Regions from separate parts of the Muntiacus reevesi genome. Here region 2 is linked to region 1. A link is a contact called in public Hi-C data. All regions are on one chromosome and are shown on one strand. Each heading gives the region's core, a stretch centred on a gene start, on an enhancer-like site or on the middle of the called end of the contact. The rest is flanking DNA. Distances are from core to core; before and after follow the strand shown. Region 1 holds the start of ANAPC15 (anaphase promoting complex subunit 15). Region 2 holds the start of RNF121 (ring finger protein 121).

Region 1 (4,899 bases), core at 2,124-4,623:
GGAATGGCTGGGTGCAATCTGGGCCACAAGAAATGGCAGTGAAGCCTCAGCTCACAGCCAGGGCTACTCTGGCCTTCCTTAGCCCCAGACCACACGGCCAGGTAGATCCGCCTGAAGTCCCTTGAATACCCTTTCCCCAAAGCTCAAGAGAAGATGCTGGCCTCCTCTAGGTTCCAACAAGAAATAGGGAATAGACATGGGGGAAAAAAATCAGTCGTGTCTTTATTAAAGTTAGAAAGAGACTAGATCTGACAAACAAGGGGTGAGGTGCTGGCTAGAAGGGAGGGGGCTGGGCTCAGGCCCTGGGGATTCAAGGGCATACTGATGACCTGGGAGGGACCAAGAAGATCAGGTCCTGGCAGCAGCTGAGGAAGTGCCCGAGGATGAGCATTCAGGCACTGGGGTGGAGCATGGGGGTGGGTGATCAGCTGGTTCTGCAGGAGGTCCAGGGCCATCCTTGGACCCCCTTTCTTGTCTACCTAGATCATCCACTGGTCCTGATCCTGTTCGTTGCCTTCCATGTCCACCTGAAGAGGAGGCTGGGTGTGGGTGGGGAGGGGCCTCAGCCACCCAGCCAGCCCCAGTCCCAGATCCTGCCCCTGGCGGCATCCAGGGTTTCTGTACTCCTGGCTGCCAGTGAGGTCAGGGACAGGGGCCCTCCCGCACACCCCTGCCTACCTCATTGACCTCTCCATCATCAGGTGACTCATTGTAGTCATTCATCTCATCCATGTCCTGCATGTCCTCGTCATCCTCTGAGTCCTCTTCACTATCCTCATCGTCATCTTCATCTTCCTCTTCCTCGTCGTCATAGTGCTGGTGAGGCAGGGAAGAGCCTGGAGGTTCTATAGGTCTGCCTGGGCCATTTCAAGGACTGGCCCACTTGGAGCTTCTCTCTGGGGCCAATGAATGAGCTCCACTCCTGATCCTGTCCCACTCGAGTCTAGCTGATTGGTGCACGACCTTAGTGCTGAGCCCACTACCCACCCTCTCTCTCACCTCTTTCTGGCCTCCACCAGTTGAGGACCACACCTACTCTGGAGTCAGAGGTCAGACCTTCAGAATTAGAGCAGAGCTTCAGTCCACCTGAGCCCCACATAGGCCCCACCTGCTAGAGCCACTCACCTCTGAGGCCGGCTTGCCAATAGGTACCAGGTTGTTGTCTTTCTCTGCAATGCTCTGGAGCTGTGGCCAAACAGGGAGGAGAGCAAGGCTGGGGCCCAAGCAAGGAAGTCAAAGGCATGGCACTCATCTGCCCTGCCCCCAAGAAGACCCCCAAGTGTGAACGAGAAGCTTCCTTCCAACTCTCAGGAAGATTCAGTCTCTTTCCTGTCATCTGCCACTTACTTATGAATTTGATCTAGCTATGTAAACTCTCTGGTCTTTGGGTTCCTTATAAGATTATGGTGAGAATGAAGTGACACTACCAGCCTAGAACATGACATCGGCAAGGTCCTCAATAAACAGTCAAAAAATACTTCGTGTGTTGTAGGGAAAAGAGCCTGGGCTCTGATCTGGCCTAGAGGTCCCACAGTCCTCAGCAAATTAGGGTAACACAAAGATGAGAACCTAGGCTCCCAGCTCAGGACAAAAACCTCCCCCAGGGCAGATCTGCAGAGTAGGGCCAGGTTAAGGCCAGTGAAGGGGGATGGGGAGCCTGACTGAAGCTCCACTGCTGTGCTACGTTCTCACTCACCCAGGCCTGATGTTGCTGTTCTTGCTGCTGCAGCTCTGTCTCCTCCACACAGGGTCGATCCAGATTAAACCACAGTGTCTCAGTCACACGGGGGAAGAGTGAGGGGAACAAGGTGGACATGGCTCCTAGACTGAGGGAAAGGGTCAGGTGAATCCAGCTCTCTCAGATGTGTGTGTTTCAGTTTTTATTTGCTTACATTTTGACTTGGGGATTGGGTGCAGTGTACGGTAGCACAGATGCACCCTTTCCCTGTGGGAATCAGACAGACCTGGGTTTGAGTCCTGGCTCCACCACTTACTAGCTGTTTGACCTTGGAAAAATCACTTAACCTCTGAGCCTCAGTTTCCTTGTCTGTAAAATGGGACAATAACAATTATACCACCCTCACCGTAATTCTAACAGTTAGTAATTTACTTCATGGATAAGCTGTTTGTAAGCTTTTCAAGGCAGGAAGAGAATGGAAGCCAAATGTAGAGAGAGGAAACCAGAATGCAGACTTGCATTACAAAATTCAACAAAATTAAAGATGGCAGGACTCTACTGAAACTACCTTTACCCCCTCCAAACATCAGACCTACTTTCTGCTCCTCCATGCTGCCCCACCCCATACCGACCCAGTGTCAGAAATTTAGGACTCGAACACCTCTATAATGAACCACAGCTAAACTGGGGGGCAAGGAAGGGCGGTGTTACCACGTGCAAGTACGGCTCAGTAAGACATTCTAAAGGCATGAGTAAATAAGTAGATGAAAAGACTGAATAAATGAACATGTGAGAGAATACATAAATTCAGCTCGCTTAAGCGGCTGAAGGAGCTGACAAGGAAGGTCCCAGAGAATCTGAATTAAAACTTTAAAGCTCACAGGAAAACTGAGGCCCAATAAAGGCAACGACTGGCTCTAGGTCACACGGTAAGCTGGGCACAGAACGCTTGCGGGGAATAGATCCAGGCCAGGCACAAGAGATGAAGAGAAAATAATCTATGTCTAATTCTGTTCTTGCCCTAATTTATTTGACCAATCCGTCAAATAAATTAGGGCTAGCTGCTGCCCTTCCGTGTATCGCAGCTTCCCGGCGCATTTAACAGGATCAATAACACCCAACCCACAACCAAGGAAGTACTGAAGGGCCATAGAACGCAGCTCCGAAAGACCAACCCATCGCCGTAAAGCCTCCACCCATTCTCTGCTTATTATGATGATAATCGTGGAATTGACCAACAAGAAGGCAGGGGCGGGATTCCGGCAGGCATTTGTCCTTATAGGGTCGCTAATCGCGAAAGGAGCGGGGCCTGGGTAAGGCCAATTAACTGGAAGAAATGCTGAGTGACTGGAAGTGGTACCAATGAGTGACGGGTCTTGAGTGACGGGGTGGGGCTTACTCTCGAGGAAGCGGCCAATGAGTTGGAGCGCTTTGATGTTAAGGGGAGTGTGAACAGGCAGCTCCTGAGGAGGCGGATCAGGAGAATGGGGTTTCTCTGGGGGTAGGGAAGGAAGGAGGGACGAGGAGACAGGAGCCGCAGCCTAGCTTCTGTACTTACCGCGCCGGGAGGCGGCAGCCGGCGGCGACCCGGAAGCACTTCTTTCTGCCTGACCGGAAGAGCCCACCAGAACCAGGGACACACCAAACGCATGCGTGTTTGCTCTTCTTTTGTTTCCCGCTCCCGCCCCGCCAGAGTGGAAGTGACGTTCCATACGTTGGTCACGTGCTGGATGGAAATTTGGCGCGCCCAGCTCTGTCGGCCCAGCCTTGAGTGTCAGCCAATCGGTCTCTCTAGCCTGGTCCCGCCCCAACGGCCCCGTGCAGCCCCGCCTCTTTCTCCCCAGGCAGTACTTGCTGGCCAATCCCTGCTGAAAAATAATAGTTGGCGGCGACCAGCGTTAGGACTAGGACTGTTTGTCGTGCTGCGTGCCAGGAAAATTAGTCTATTTCTACCTCAGAATCGCTGGGTGATTTTACCCCTCGCCGTTCCCGTCTGTCCTTTCTCTCCTTCAGTTTCCCGTTTGGGTGCATACATTCATTTATGTATGCCTTCAACGGAAATATTTGAGTCCCTATTATATTCTATATTCCAGGCCCTGCTAGAAGCGGGGGCTAAATCTAGGAACATGGTCCCTGCCCTCAAAGACCTCAGAGTCAAGTAGGGAAGCCAAACTCTGCAGACCTGCAGTGGGCTCCCTGGTATTTTTTTTTTTGGGGGGGGGGGGGGCGGGAGCGAACGGGCAGCCCCAGGGAATGTGGGATCTTGTTCCCCGGCCAGGGATCCAACCTGCACTCTGCGTTGGAAGCGCTGACCGCTAGGGAAGTCCTTTCATTGGTCTCAAGATTGCCTTTCCAGGTCTGCATTCCAGATTTTGTAAGGGCTTGAGTGTTTACTCAGTCTCAGGCGCAGCATTCTGCTACTTGGAATTGAGCTGCCCTCTCCAGGTCTGGGCTAAATGCGCTTAGGGGTCAGCCTTGTCATATCTCTCCCACTCCTTTGCTGATGCCTTCATTCTGCTAACCTCTGTCTGACTCAGCTTCCCCTTCAGAGATCATAATACCTTCTGACAACGGAAGTCCTTCAAACCCAGTGCCCATTAAACTCCATCACCCACGAGCCCATTTCAAGGCCAGCAATCATCCATCGTTTCACTACTGCCTTGACCAAATGTGTGCCTTTTAACAAATCCCTTTTGCGTGCCTGGACTCAGTTTCCTCTTCTGCCCAGGCTTCTTCCTACCTTGGACTGATGTGAGAATTTGATGAGATAACATATTTAAGAGTTAGTGTACTGTGCATATGGACTCACATTGTTTCCAAGCAGTTCTGGTTATAAAGTTTTTCATTAAAGAGTAAAATTTGCCGCTTGGAAATGTCCACCTTTTTTTTTTTTTCATTCATTCAACCAGTATCTACTGAGTACCTTATTATATGCCTGTCGCTATTCTAAGTAAAGAATGTACAATAGTGAACAAAACAACAATAACAAAATCATGAAGAGACTCATGCTGCTTCCATTTTAATGAGATAAAAAGATAGCTAAATATATAGTTTTAAGATTGTAGTAAATACTAAGGAGAAAAAATAAATCAGAGAAGTGGGAATAAAATGTTGGTAGAGGAGATGTTTTATCTTAGAGGGCCAAGGAAAACCTTACTGGGAAGGTGACTTTTGAGTAAAAGTTCGGAAGAAAAAAAGAAAACGGGCACTATTCTGATATT
Region 2 (4,983 bases), core at 2,237-4,736, 180 kb before region 1:
AATACACACACACATACACACACACACACACACACACACATTAGTATAATGAACTCTTGTGCATCACTTAGCTTCAACAATTCCTTGGGTAGAGAGAGGTGTTTTAAAGTTGTCGGAATGTCTTTAGATGGGATCTCTCTTCAAATATTTACCTGCCCTTTCACTCAGGTTTCTTAACTCACGTGGTCCCTGAAATGAGTCCATGACCTCGATATACTCGTGGTCATAATGGTCTTGTGTTCTTCCCACCAAAAAACCTTTTTCCCACCTCTGAGACTTTGTTCATGCCATTGTCTCTGCTTGGAATGTTCTTTCCTCCTTTCGCTGACAAATCTAATGCATATTTGATAGCCAAATGTCACCTCCACTCTGCTCAGCACTCAAAGTGATAGCTCCCTCCTCTCAATTCTATATTACAATGATCTGCATATGTCTTTTGTCCCTTGACCAACTGTAAGCTCTTGGAAGACAGGCTTCATGTTTATTTCTGTATCCTCATTAAGAGAGAGAAACATAGTTTCAGATTAACTAGTGTCTGCTGAAAGAATGACCATAAAAATTAGGCTCCAAATGGTCAGCCATCATGGAATGCGCAGAGTGAGGTAGCTACTGTGACAGCAGTAACCAAAGTCTAATGAATACCATTCTAAAGGTCACAGGTTACATTCAAGATGGTACCAAGGCTTCAAAGAAAGAAGAGGCCAGGGTGAGTCCTCAGTCACCTCCCAGGTCTTTAGATGAACTAAAGCTGATTATTTTCATTATAGCAACTCACTGAACATTCAACAATTTTTCTTCTCTCTGCTAGATAATGGAGACAGAAAAATAAGTAACATAGATAGGGTCTCTGTTTTGGAGAAACTCCCAGTATACACCTGTGATTTGATGGAAAAACTCTACTATCTCTCAAAACTAATACACATGTGACTGAACAAGTCCCAACGCTACACGTCAGGCTTGGGGACCCTGAAGCTGTCAATATTAGATACTTTATTTAGCTAATATTTTGAGGAGGGGGTTGTCTAGCAGGTACCAGACATTGGACTAGGTTACACAGTGGTGAATAAGACATATACAGTATTTTTTATGAAGATCACTATCTATCAAATTGCTTGTTCTCACAGGATTAAGTGCTTTCTGACTTCACTGCCCTTGCATACGTTGTTGTTCTTGTTTTTTGGTACCAGTTTATTTACCCTGTGTGTACCCGCACTAAGCAGTGAGCTCTTTGAGGATACAGATTTTTGTCATGCTCATCATCTCCCACACTTCAGAGAGATGTTGGAATACAGTAGGCATAAATAAATAGCCATTGAAAAGAGTACTTCTTAAGTCAATATAATTCAATCAGACTTGCACAGAAGTTTCTGGCAAACACAATAAACTCATCAACCAATAATGGGCCACAAACTGCTATTGTTTTTAAATTTTAAATACTACAAATCGGCAAGAAAAGGGCAAGCGCAACAATATAAAACTGGGGACACGATATAAACATACAATCCACATAAGATAAAATCTGAATGACCAATACTCCATATAAAAAAGTGCTCAGCCTCACTGATAATAAGCAAAGTACAAATACCTGTTCCTCTAAGACTGGAAAAAATAGAAAAGTCTACAATATGAAGGAGTGGCAATAATATGGGGAAATGGGCTCTCTCATAAACACTTCCAGCACATCTTAATTCTGACTAGCTACATTTCAAGAATAGCCATGTGTCCTGGTTTACTTAAACAGTGCAGTTCTAGTTCATGTGCACAAAAAGATACATGTAATGTTTCTTAATAGCAAAAAGCATAAAACTCTAATGTCCACTAGTTGAGGAATGGATGAATGAAATGTTCTATATCATATGGAATACTATTCAGTTAAAAGGAATAAACTAGATGTAAATATATGTAAATATGGATAGACCGCCTCCCCCCAAAATAGAGTGAAAGAATAAGTTACCAAAAAAAAAAAATAACTATACATAGAAAAATAGCATTTAAGTTCTTTACAAAAGGAAAGGAAACAATACTTGTACTGCGCACTGAATACACACTAGTTTTTTTTTCAACAGACTGGGAGAATACACAGGTAATTATACGACTTGCTTCTAGGCAGAATGAAAGGGTAATGAATCTGATAGTAAAGGGCACAGATAAATCCCACTTCTGTTTCATATTATCTTTCTTAAAAAATGAGTATGCAAATAGATTATGATGTCAATCGTCAATTGGGGGTGGTGAGTATACGGTGTTTATAATATTCTATGTACCCAGTTTCACATAATAAATATAATTCCCATTTTAAATAAATGTAGATGGTCCCAAATGAAGTTGACGGTCAATCTAATAAAGTGAGCCCACAAGACATCCTAGCCCTATCTATGCTGTAGATTCAGCCGGGACCTCCGGGGGGCGGGGTGAAGTGTAAGCAGGGACCACAGGCTTGCGAGGTGTAGGGTTCAGATGTACAATGTACAAAAAAACCAGGGTACTGGAAATTAAATAGGAAACTGTAAGCTGGGGTGCAGCATAGTGAATAAGATGTACAGGACGGGAGTAAGGGTAGAAGCTGGAGACGCAGTGTGTGGGCATAGTAAAGAATTCGAAGATGTGTGAAGTGGATCCGGAGGCGTGAGAGCCTAAGAAGCAGTTTGGGGGCCGTGGAAGTTCCGCAAGACTCTTCAGCTCTCAGATTCCTGAGCCTAAGCCGCTACTTACACCGCTTCTCGGAATGCGCTGTTCTGTTCACTTCCTTTATGGCCACCCTTCCTCCCTTTTGTCCATTCCCCTCCCCATCGAAAACCCGAATGACCCTCACCCGGGATAATGGACCTCGAAGTGCCACCTCTGCCTTAGATCTTGGACCAAAAAAAAAAAAGGTTCTCCCGCCAATTTGGCCCTCTAACCTCCGCCTTCTGTGCCGAAGCACCACTCTTCCGCCTCCCGAAGCCCGGGAACAAGTTCTGGGGCCTCAAGAAGCCGCTGTTTCCGGAAATTGACTCCCACCAACGTAAGAAGACACGTGCTATAGACAGAAAAATACATTCGGGTGGTTAATGTATTTCACGCATTGCAAATCTCCCGGAGAGAGCGGACTTTAAACTTCCGGGTCAGTTTCTGTACATTCTGGGAAATGTAGTCCTTAGTCTCCACGCTTCACTCGAGTTACCCATTGAGGGAGCGTCGCAAAATAGATAGTTTAGGGGCCCTTCTCTTTGGTTCTACACAGGGGAAAATTGGTGACATATCTGTACTGGAAATAATACAAGGTTAATTTCTCATTTCCTAAGATCCCTCCTCCGCCGCCGAAGCTTAGAAGTACACGGAATGCACCCCTCCCTAACCTTTAAGTGGGTAGCAGGCAGACTGTCTCTTAGTTGCCTTCGGGTCTCTGCCTGTCTTGGTGCCCCGCCCCCTCTGCCGAAGCTTGTACAGCCGATTGGCTAGAAGCAGTTGAGCGGCGGAAGCAGCTGGCTCGCGCGGGGCCTGCGGGGAGGGGGAGAGCTGTGAAGATGGCGGCAGTGGTGGAGGTGGAGGTTGGAGCCGGTGCTGCCGGGGAACGGGAGCTGGATGAGGTGAGAAGAGTTGAGAGTTGAGGAGAAGAAAGACTCAACCTGAAACTGCAGGGAAGGGAGGGGAAGTATCGGGAGTAGGCGTCCTAGGAGAGACGAGATCCTTAGAGGGAAGGAGCCAACTGTGGAGCGGGTGCGTGGAGAGGGAAATCTGAGGTACCCAGGACTCGGAGGCAGTCATGGGGTGGAAGACTTGCAGCACCCTCAAGGGTGGAGGTGGAGGACAGAGAGAGAAACCAGAGGGGTGGGGGTGTTAAGATTTAGGATTATTAGCTGAGGTCCTGGGGAGGACTAAAGGGCTGCCAGGTGGTTTGAGTTAGAGGGGCGTAGACTTCTGTGAGGGAAAGCCGGGTTTTCACTGCGGGAAAGGAAAGGGCTGTCTGGGTTTGGAGTCGGGGGTGCGGGGGGACGCGGACCAGGGAAGAGTGTTTATCTACTAGTATTATAGGTTTGAGTTATTTTTTATGTAAGAGCGCTTTACATTCTAGAACTTTGTACATAATGTGGGGTCAATAGAGTTTTGGTCAACGAATGATAGAACGAATGGGTGAATGAACAATTGTATAGAGAAATTTATCCATTCACTCACTTAAACGTTTAAGTATTACCTTTGAGCGAAGCTCAGGGGTAAGTGCTAGGGACCTTCCCATAGAAGAACCCAAGGTATGGGTCTTTTCATCGGAGGTATAATGGTGGCACTGAGAAGAGGGAACCAGTTCAGTTTGGGGTAGGGAAGGCTTCTCAGAGGAGTCGAGTCTTAACGAATTAGTGATTCTCCCTCTTTCTCCCTTTCCCTCTTTCCTATTAGACTTATGAGTTTTTTGAGAGTGAGCTGTTGAGGGTGTATGTCTCTTTTACCTACGTAACAGGCATTTAACAACGGGTGTATTCAGTGACCAGTGGGCCTTGAAGGAAATCACTAGAGGAAGGAGACATTGAGTTTGAAGGGAATGAAGGGACAGCGCTGAGAAGCAGAGAGAGAAGGTGAGAAAGGAAAGGAAAAAGATTCCGAGGCCAAAGGTACATTCATGGCTAGGGGTGCCTGTGGTCTTGCCCATGACAGCATATGGACAGCAGGGAGGAATAGGAGAAAGAGGTTTGATTGTTGGGGATGGAACCAGTGGGATCTCTGAGGGGTTAGTTTCTTAGAGGCCTTGGCTGGGTGGGGAGTGTGGGGTGGGGATTGGGGATGAGGCCCAGAGAAAGGGAGTAAAAGTGGACTTGAGAAGCAAAGCCTGTTGTTTGGTGGTGGGATGACTTGGAGGTTTTGGTTTACCTCATTGGGAACATTAAGGTGGGGAGAAGAGACTGAGAAACTGACAAGTGGTCAGAGCAGGGAGAGATTTTGAAAGAACCGTTTTAGATCCATATCTTTCAGTCAATAAAAGACTAGGGGTGTTTGGATACCACTTGGTTG

What was found. Hi-C and Micro-C count contacts between places; a contact is called where the count stands out from the background.
Region 2: a contact with region 1 is called in a Hi-C map of muscle, with 4 times the contacts expected there. The contact joins the promoter of RNF121 here to the promoter of ANAPC15 in region 1. A contact is called at or near these places in 2 of 3 Hi-C or Micro-C datasets (blood and muscle).

Annotation. Positions count from the first base shown.
Region 1 is chr9:39,576,118-39,581,016 of mMunRee1.1, reverse strand. It overlaps ANAPC15 (anaphase promoting complex subunit 15), which reads right to left and starts at 3,373. Exons shown (of 5, transcript XM_065946292.1): 1 at 3,237-3,373; 2 at 1,697-1,821; 3 at 1,126-1,185; 4 at 679-816; 5 at 198-539. The coding sequence starts at 1,816. The coding sequence ends at 480.
Region 2 is chr9:39,757,109-39,762,091 of mMunRee1.1, reverse strand. It overlaps RNF121 (ring finger protein 121), which reads left to right and starts at 3,486. Exons shown (of 9, transcript XM_065945987.1): 1 at 3,486-3,569. The coding sequence starts at 3,507. It overlaps XNDC1N (XRCC1 N-terminal domain containing 1, N-terminal like), which reads right to left and starts at 3,069. Exons shown (of 10, transcript XM_065944936.1): 1 at 2,813-3,069.